Regions from separate parts of the Ctenopharyngodon idella genome. Here region 2 is linked to region 1. Evidence: chromatin contacts called from public Hi-C data. All regions are on one chromosome and are shown on one strand. The core of a region is the stretch at or near the end of the contact, and the rest is flanking DNA. Distances in the headings are between cores, read along the strand shown.

Region 1 (4,834 bases), core at 699-3,198:
AGACTGATTAGTTGCTTGTATGTTTGATTGCAGTTCAATCTCCGAAGGAAAGTAGATCTCCAGGATTTAGCAGCTCTGATTTAAATTGTGCAAGGCCAACAGGTGATTCTCCCTCTCTAGCATCGGCGTTTGTGTACTATCAGCCATCTCTATCAGAGTGTACTTTGGCTACAAGACTCGACACTGCCCCCTACCGTTTTTGACCAGTGCTATTTGTTTTATACACCTGCTCTCCGGTTCGTAAAGAGAACTTGAACATCATTTGAACCAAACTCAATTGTTTCAATTCAAACGATAGTGAAAAAAGCAAAGAAAATGAAAGCACGTTTTAAAACAGCTGGGTTTTTACATTTTGAGGAAATTGAAAATTGAGCCACTGAGTGTAACAAAGCCAAGGCACAGATTTAGCTCATTATGAAAATGCGCGCGGCTGACAAATTAAGTGCCAGGCAGATCATAAACTAGAAATGTTATGTCTGCAGATATCGCCAACAATAATCGGTTCAGCGCCAACCTTCATTACCTAAAATATCAGTAAACTGTCATTAGATGATTCATTGTAATGTTTAGGTAGCTTGTTCTCATTGATGGCCATAGTACGTACTCGTTTTCAAGTAGGCTACTTTTTCTCATAACCTTTTTTATTGGAGACTACCTGTTTTTCGGCATTGGCGCCTTTGTTTTTGTGTTGTAAAGCGAGCTTAAGTTATAGAAAGAAAAGAAACTTTACTGTTGCTGTTATATGTGCCTATGAAAAAATATAGGTTGTATTACAAAAAAGTCTTCTCTTCCTTTCTAAATAACATCATTGCACATCATTCACATATGACAGCTGAGTGACAGTAGCCTATCATTCACTCAAAAATACTGACTGAAAAAAGCCAAATACCGGTTTCTGTATTCAAATAATAAAAGAAATATGAATAGCTTTTCTGTTAACGCTTATAAAGTTGCTCGAAAACACTAAGATATAGCCTACTATAGGTACCCGAGAGATGATAAATCCTTCCCTCCACCTTTTCTGAGAGGCTTATTCGCACATTCTGTGCAAAAGTAGATATTCTCGGTGAAAAGTAAGAAAATATGCACGAGGAAAACCCCTCAAATGCCAAAGGATGGTAAAGAGAGTGAAATATAGCGTATTTTACTGGGAGCTTGAGAGGGCGAACGTTTCGATTCCAAAGCAAAATTCCTCGGATCTTGAACAGAACGTGAGCAGCGAGTAAATTCCTTGTCAGGATAAAGGAATACTCTACTGAATCCTGTTCATATAAAACATTCATGTTCTTTAATAAAATGAGAGGAAAACACTGTTTACACGACATGACATTCCCAATGAGGGTTGTTTTATCACCATAAAGAGAGAAAATCTGCCAATATCCATTTTTATTAGATAAGGAGTCTACAATAATTAAAAAAGCAATATTACCAAAAAAAAAAAAAAAATGTTCCTATACTCGTTCATGCGAATCCACTGGCAAATATTAAAAAATAAACATAGGCTACATTGAAATTTGACAATTATTTAAATTTGTAAAAAAAATAAATAAATAAATAAATGAATGTAATTATATTAGGCATATAGGCCATGTTTATGTTCACAAATTAAAAGAAATCAGAGATTCGCTGAAATGTTGATAGTCAGTAAAATCTGACCACAGAACTGGACCGCAGAAGTTCTAAAAGTACTTCACAGTATCATCCTACTCCAAGAACACTAGAGGCGGTTTCTATAAATAACTACATGTAAAGGTGAGGTAATGATATCTAAGAGAGTGTTTTTACCTTCTGATGTCCTTCCTCTGAAGTAAACTCTATCGTACGTAAAACGCAACGCATAAACCGCAATCTCCGCTTTGCGTAGGTCTCCTGTGCAGTATCCCTTTTCTGTGAATGACTTCCACCGATCGACCTGCAGCTGCTTTACTGCGCTGTGCTGGAAAGAGGAGGCTACTACAGAAGGACAGCTGCAATTCAAACGAATAGGGGTGCAAACTCTGTTATGAAGCTCCACCTCAAATGTTTGGCTCGGTGGCTGCAATAGCTGATGAAGCTCTCATTTTGCTTTCTAAATACTTTTCTGTATTAGAAACGTTGTTATCCTGTTTCAAATAATCAAAAAAGACATTGTCTTTTGGGATTCAGCAACACCCCCATATTCAGCCTGGATAGTCTGTCCCTAGAATCAGTGAGGTACCATGGCAATTAATTAACTGTTTGAATTGCACAATGTTGCCAAAAGTAGCAATGTGTCATATCATCATGTCTTAGTTTTGGTGTGGTGCAATCAAAAAACCCTGACAAAGATGTACTGTGGTACCATGTCATATGGGAATAGGCATGATATTTTTATATCATGGTACACGATTACCATATTCATATACCACGGTGTTTACATGGTAAAGGCTATTGCAAGCCATTTCAAGAAATTATCAAAGATGTTCAAAAACACATACAACGGTACCAAATACACAGTAGACCTATTAACGTTTTATTAGTAAAAATGTCTACTTAAGAGCAAAAATTCACTGAAAATGACAGAAAATTTGAAAATATGGGGCAAGTAGGTCTAATTTATTCAGTTGATGTATTTGGCATAAAATACACAGATTATAGATGTAAGGTAGAGATAGTTACAGTATAAGAAAGAATTAAGTCATAATTATATAATCTTACTCTATGTGTATTTAGTGAAGGTGAATAGCATTTATAGAGTAGCCAACATAATAGATAGGCCAATATTACCTTTAAATTTATGTTTTTATAAATAAATGATGCAAAGAAAACACCATGTGTAAATCTATTGGCTTGACTCTTGAAAGTTGCTTTCATTTTTGAGAGCTGTCACATTACTGCACACTGTGAAAATACGTTACACGCCCAAACACTGCAAGCTGCAATATGCATTAAGCAGCTGTGGATGTGATGAGGGAGGTGATTCAATACAATCAAGAGTCAAGACGTGTGGTACCACTGTCACATCCAGGTGGTGGCACTACAGCGTGTCTGACGCAGCATGATCATTTCAAATATGATATGATAATTATTAGTGTAGGCCTATTATTTAAAGCCTTCCTTAAGTAGAGGCATGAAAACATAAGAAAATACTTATTATTAGGGCCTATATTCATTAAATAGCAACACTGAGGAACTATTTTGGAACATTTTTTTTTCCATATCTATATATTTGATCTTCAAATATATTATAAAATATAAAACTGATATTTCCAACTGTTAATTCTTATTAGGCTGCTAATAAAATGCTAAGGTACCAGTTGAAATCTTGAATTGCACTACTTGAAAAAAAAAATGCATCGCATTAACCCTACTTACGTTTTAATTCATTGTATTTTTAGGGCTTGACATTGTATTTTTAGGGCTTAACAGCAGATGGAGATTATGCTCGGTACTTTACTGCTTTTCCTGCAGTTCCCGGATGTGAAATGTTGAAATTTGAACTGCTGAATTTGTGGCCGCAAAATAAAATGGACAGAAAATTGCCTGCTGAATATTATAGGCTGTATTTTTAAACAGAATGAATATTTTGGAAGTGAAATCTGAAAGGTGAATATGGATTATTGAATTTTTAACAATGAAAATGGTTGTGAACTGTTTTGAATTGAAATATTCACTGCTTAAATATACAACCATGTTGAATTTCAGCCCATAAAAATGCAAGCCCTAAAAATACAATGGATTAAAATACAAGCACGGTTAATGCAATGCATTTTTTTTTTTTTCAAGTAGTGCAATTCAAGATGCTTTTTGTTTTAAAAACATATGGCATTATTTTACTTCCATATACCTGGAAACCATTGACTACAGTTAGGCAAATGAAATTACTTGTCAAAAGAATGGTTTATTGATTATTATTGAGCTGTTCAATCAGTTTAGGCCAAACTGGAAGGATGCTGTTTTTTATTTATGAGTAAAATATATTAACATTATTTTCACATTTTTTCTAAAGCAAATTAAATATATAGTCATACCTTAAATGTGAATTTTGAAGTCTCTATGTTTTTCAAAAACACATAGGTTGCTAACAAGTTGTTAGCACCTTTAAAAAAAAAAACAAATTATAAATATTATAAATATTTATAAATTATTTACAGTTGTTTGTCTAGATTTACAACACCATCCAACATTTATAAAATCGCTATGAGTTCAACAAGGTCACAGGTCACATATTTTCCCTCATTGGAGGTTGAGCCATTCACTGTCTGCAACACCAGCAGTTTTTCTATTTTGTATAATAGTCTATGTATAATATTTTGTTGACTTTGTAAGACTATATCTGGTTCATTCAGTTCAATAGATGGAGCTAAAAAGAATTTTGAAACCATCTTGTAACTTTTCATTGAACATTCATTAATCCAAAACAGGAAGGCCTGATTATTTTCGGTTTTGAAGCTTATGTTCAAGAACCAGTAAGTCATTTGAATAGAATGACTTTTCACCGTTTCTGCGTGGACGATAAATCATTTACATGAGCTAAAATTACACACGTTTACAAGTATGTGTGTGTATAATATGGTCGGGGTATATACGGCGCCCTTAATAAACTACATTTCCGAAGAAACTACATTTCCTAAGAAGCACTGCGTTCTCCAGGGATTTGGAGGAATATGGATTGCGCTTGCGTAGCCAGACGTGGCAGCGGCATCATGGCTTCTTGGAACAGATACGGGAGACGTTGGAGACTGATCGAAATGTTCTTATTCTTGTCATTGGTGAGTCTTTTTAAAGAATCTAATGGATCGATATGATCAATAATATGAAATGCGCATATCGGACAGATGTTTTGTATCTGACGTAAAACGAAAGCGATAGGAAA
Region 2 (4,834 bases), core at 1,569-4,068, 200 kb before region 1:
AAGCATTTATTATGATTTACAAAAACTGAAAGCTAGAAATGAACATTAGGTTATTGTTCCCTTGGCTGGGGAAAACAAAACAAAATAAATTGGCAAAAATATCATTAAATGTCTACAGAATGACACTGATGTGCCATAGGATATGTTTTACTGAAACAGTATAACAGCAAGCACTGATTAATTGCTCTTCATATCTGTTATTCCTAGTGTTGTGATAAATTTTCATGAGATGTTGTAACAACTCTAGGCTAATAAACAGTTTCAGAGAGCTCGTAAAATAAAGGTAAGCATCCTCGGGAGACAAGGCAATACATACTAATGAATATTCGACTGTGTTTATTGATCAAAGCTGATGTCATTGACGTGCCCTGTGTGCTGTAGAGCGACACTTCATGAAAAATTGGTCGCTCTTGAGCATAACCGGCATGCGGAAAAAAGGCAAATGGGTTAATATGGTGCTTGATGAGGTCTGAGAGCATGATTGATGGCGAGAGAAAATGAAAAGAGTAGTGTCTTGTTCATTTATTTTATTTAAATGGAGCTCAATTTAGCAACTATAAACACTCTAGAATTTGTGATAGCAAAATGTAGAATTTAATCAATAATAAGAATATATATTATAATACAATATATCGCATAATAATAATAATAATTGTAATAATATAGTATTAGTAGTATTAAATATTTGAAAAATATGAATACAAACTGATTGCCTTTTTTTTAAGTAAAGCAATGGAAGGTTTACCTGAAAGATGGCAGGTTTGTCCTGAAAAAGCTGGGCAATGTACTTGTAATCAGCATAAGCCCAGAATTCCTTGTAGTGGTAGTCAGAAAATGGCCCAACAAGTGATTCACCCTCATTGAGAGTCCAGGACAGAAACTCTTTAACAGTTGCTTCAATGTAGGAGCACTCGGTTTCAAAAAGAGGAGCTGGTGCAAAGTGAAACAAAGTAATTAATGAATAGATTATCAGAGAAAGAGACCACAGAGACTTTCCAAGTGGGTTTATTCAAAATTCACAAACTGGAAAAGTCTTTGATAATGTAAATTATTTTAGGCAAATTAACTGCATTTGGTAAGAGGCAACTTAAATATTGAAATGGTTTACTTTTCATATCAGTTTTCTTGATTTGATTTGAACTGAAAATTGCTGCTTAAAATAATTTTAGAACTATAGTGTTGTCACACTATAGTCTGCCACTGCTTGACATTTCGTGTTCACTTCCCATATTTACATTTCACTTCAGTAAAAAGTCTAACAGCTCTGATGGATTGTCCATCATTGCCACTGGTTTGCCATAACTATTTGCTAGAAGTGCCAAAGACCTGTAATGGCAAAGCCTCCATTGTTGCCGTAAGTTTCTGCAGGCTTACTATTGCTGTTTTTTTAAATCCACAAATTAACCTCGAATTAAAGTTTTCTTCAAATAAAGTCTGTTAAACTGCATCTTCTTACAGAAACAAATGTGTTTTATGTTGACATTGCAGTGTACATGGCGTATGTTACTAATAAAGTATTCTAAAAAAAAAAAAAAAAAAGCCATTTACACCACCTTCATAAATTATTTACACTCTCAAAGGACATGTTTCACATTTAGTTTCTGTTACACCTGAAAATTGTCCCACAGTTACTTTATTCCTGTCAATAACACCATAACACATAACTCAAACATTTTAATTTCTTCCAAATGGAAGGCGAGCATTTTTAATTTATTATTGTGCAATAAAAATACTGAACACAGGTGGATTCAAATTGAACACAGGTGACATAGTGTGTCATTTCTCAAGACAGTTGTCTACCTCACCTAATTTGATAGATAAAACAAAGGGGAGGAATACTCTTGAGAAAGACGTAGGATATTACATGGGTGTTGTCTCTTCGCAAGTAACTAGACAACATTATAATGGTGCTTGGGGTACCTAGTCCTATTCCTGGAACTCTACCTTTCTGAGTTTAGGTCCAACCCTCTTTTAACAAACCTACACGTCATTTAAATTTAGATAAATTAATGTCCGGATTATGCTTAAAAATGATACTGTGGACAACTGCAGTTATTTCGCTCTTATGATCTTGCTTTTTAATGTTTATGGCTTACCCATATCCTCATTCCTTTTCCCAATACGGAACCGTACCCTCTCTGTAAGGCAAGTTGACAGGTGCTCCACAGTCCAATGTAATGCTGGCCAGTCTTTGGTCATGTTCAGGAACACAGCAGGTTTCTGTAGAAACTGGACAATCCTCCTCGCCTCTTCTGGGGTGAAAGGTTTCGAAGCCATTCTACAGAAAAGCATAAGATGAGAATGATTAGGATAAGTAGATTTTGTCTTATACAACACATATTCAGTAATCTTTTAGATAAATCTAGGGGTTTAACTTTAAACCACTCCAATGAACATATATCACAATCACTTACTAAGTGATTTATTCCTACTGAACCATTTCTAAGTCAAACCTTGGCAGCTAATATGGTGACAACTATCAATAGAACTTACATGTTCATATTAAAATGTAAAAACACATAGCCACTGCATGTGCAGCATCTGCATAATAGTTACATTTTTGCATCTACACACATGTAAGCTAAGCTCACCTAAATTCCCTTTTCCAGCAAGTAAACAAAACTCACGTGAGACGTACCACTGTGTTTCCTCACAACACATGGGAAACGAAACAACGGCCATGTTGGCTCCATAGAAGAGCTGAAGTCTCCTTTTACTTAGTATAGTACATGATCCAAAATGGAGAACAAAGACGTTCAGTTTCACACAGTACGTCAATTCCGTCTCGACGCAGCGCATGCGCATTAAAGTTTGGAGCGCAGCTGAGAGTGTCATCGGTTGTTTTTGTTTCGATGGGCAACTGGCAATTGCGTGACTGCCCTGGTTTTTAATGTGTCATGTTATAGACGTTGCTGAATAGTATAAAGACTTTTTAAAACGTGATACCACGTCTGTTCAATGGGTGCCGTGGAAAGCACCGAAGGGGAAAGGGAACCTTTGCTGGTTCCAGCCCAGCCGGCGACAAACACCACACAGCCTGTGTTCAGCAGGGTGTATGGGAGAAGATGGTTTGTTCTCACCATGTTTTCCTTGTTGGGTTTTATGCAAGGAATGGTGTGGAACACCTGGGGCCCGATCCAGAACTCAGCCAAACATGTGTTCGAGTTCTCATCGACAGATATCGCGGTGCTTGTGCTGTGGGGTCCAGTGGGCTACCTGCCCTGGCTGCTGTTTATGTGGTTGATGGATAAGAAAGGTGAGTTGTTTTGCTTTTAGTTTAGTGCCATGGCAACAGTTTCTGTAAATACAAACAAATGATGAAAGATAAATATATGTGGCAGTATTTAGACCGATTTATTTATTGTGAGGGATCACTAATTCCACATAACCGATGATATACATATTAAGGTGTTTTAGTAAATAACCATAGCCAATTTCATAATTTAAATGTGTAATGTATGCACAAATGAATGTTTTAACAAACTGAGATGTCTGTGCAATTGTTTATATCTCTTTTATGCTTGTTGTCCACTTTGACTCCTAATCATTTTATACAACTGCCCTCTTTATATGTCATTGTGTTCTTTCTGACAAATGTGTTGAAGCCATGTACCTTTTGAATATCTTATTTTGAATATCACACCACACCACACAGAAGGACTCATTACCTCATGTGAAATAAAAATGATAATCTTTAAAAGGTAGTTCATCACATGTTAGGCCACAAAACCAGTTCTCTAACATCATATGACACAAGTCATTATGTAAGCCCGGCGTCAGTAGATGCAGTTTTCAAATTCATACTTCCCATGCCATTTTAATGAGTTTCTAAGTTGAGGAAAGTACAGACGAAACAACAGCCATGTGAAACAGACATAAAGAATATATATAATGGTAAAATTGATGTTTATTATGTCCTATCATGTTCTTATATTCTTCGTATTGTTTGGTTATTTTTAAGGAAACTTTACATTATAGAATCTCAGTTCCTTTTTCTGATATTTCATACATTTCAAATAAGGTATTTTGAGGGGAGCCCCTGTTTGCCATTAGAGATATAGGCAAATATTGAACCTTTGTTTCTGTTATTTGTACACATTCAAATTATGTATTCTAAACCAAAGCTTAAATTGGTTCAGGAACCATCTGAAGGACCACATATAATAAATACTGAGCTCAACCAAAAATGAACATTGTAGCTTTAATTTAACCAAAAACTGAAACCGCTAAATTACATTTGGGTAATTGGGTATTTCAAATCGGTATGCTGTTCTGTGTGTTGTGTTCATAGGTAATAAACCAGTCGTTGTAAAATAAAAATTTTCGATATTTCAGTTAAACAAATTTCACATATTGCTGCTACTCTAGCTATCATCATTCTTGGTCACAGTGAAGTGCATCCACGCTGCTGGCGCATACATCTTTTGTAACTTATCCATGTTGTGAAAAAAATAGATGCTGACACTGTCAAAACACATCATTGATGAAGAGCAAACCGTTTCGGTCAATGACTTTAGCCTTCCAAAGCTGTTATTGACAAAAAAGACAGAAAACCTCTAAGAACAAGTACTTACACCATGTGTTCGGAATAAGAACTTCTGTGGAGAACAAGGCTAATAAAGGCTTTAATTTCAATCTTTTCCTCACACAAGATTATCGTAGTGCTGTAAAATCGATTCATCACGATAAATCGATTTTACAGGACAATAAGTTATCGTATGACTTCAGATGTTATATATAGAGAACATTTATGGTGTTTATTACATGTATGACTTATCCTTATATGGTAATAGTTACATAAAGATTACGTTTCATATAAAAAAAATAACAGCAT

Evidence for each region. Hi-C and Micro-C count contacts between places; a contact is called where the count stands out from the background.
Region 2: a contact with region 1 is called in a Hi-C map of muscle, with 3 times the contacts expected there. The contact joins the promoter of slc49a4 here to the promoter of sema5ba in region 1. A contact is called at or near these places in 2 of 2 Hi-C or Micro-C datasets (both in muscle).

Annotation. Positions count from the first base shown.
Region 1 is chr9:15,515,387-15,520,220 of HZGC01, reverse strand. It overlaps sema5ba (sema domain, seven thrombospondin repeats (type 1 and type 1-like), transmembrane domain (TM) and short cytoplasmic domain, (semaphorin) 5Ba), which reads right to left and starts at 1,948. Exons shown (of 23, transcript XM_051906160.1): 1 at 1,786-1,948. It overlaps pdia5 (protein disulfide isomerase family A, member 5), which reads left to right and starts at 4,478. Exons shown (of 17, transcript XM_051905436.1): 1 at 4,478-4,730. The coding sequence starts at 4,626.
Region 2 is chr9:15,717,608-15,722,441 of HZGC01, reverse strand. It overlaps slc49a4 (solute carrier family 49 member 4), which reads left to right and starts at 2,818. Exons shown (of 9, transcript XM_051904923.1): 1 at 2,818-3,256. The coding sequence starts at 2,959. hspbap1 (hspb associated protein 1) reads right to left here and starts at 2,787. Exons shown (of 8, transcript XM_051904927.1): 1 at 2,639-2,787; 2 at 2,097-2,278; 3 at 746-930. The coding sequence starts at 2,277.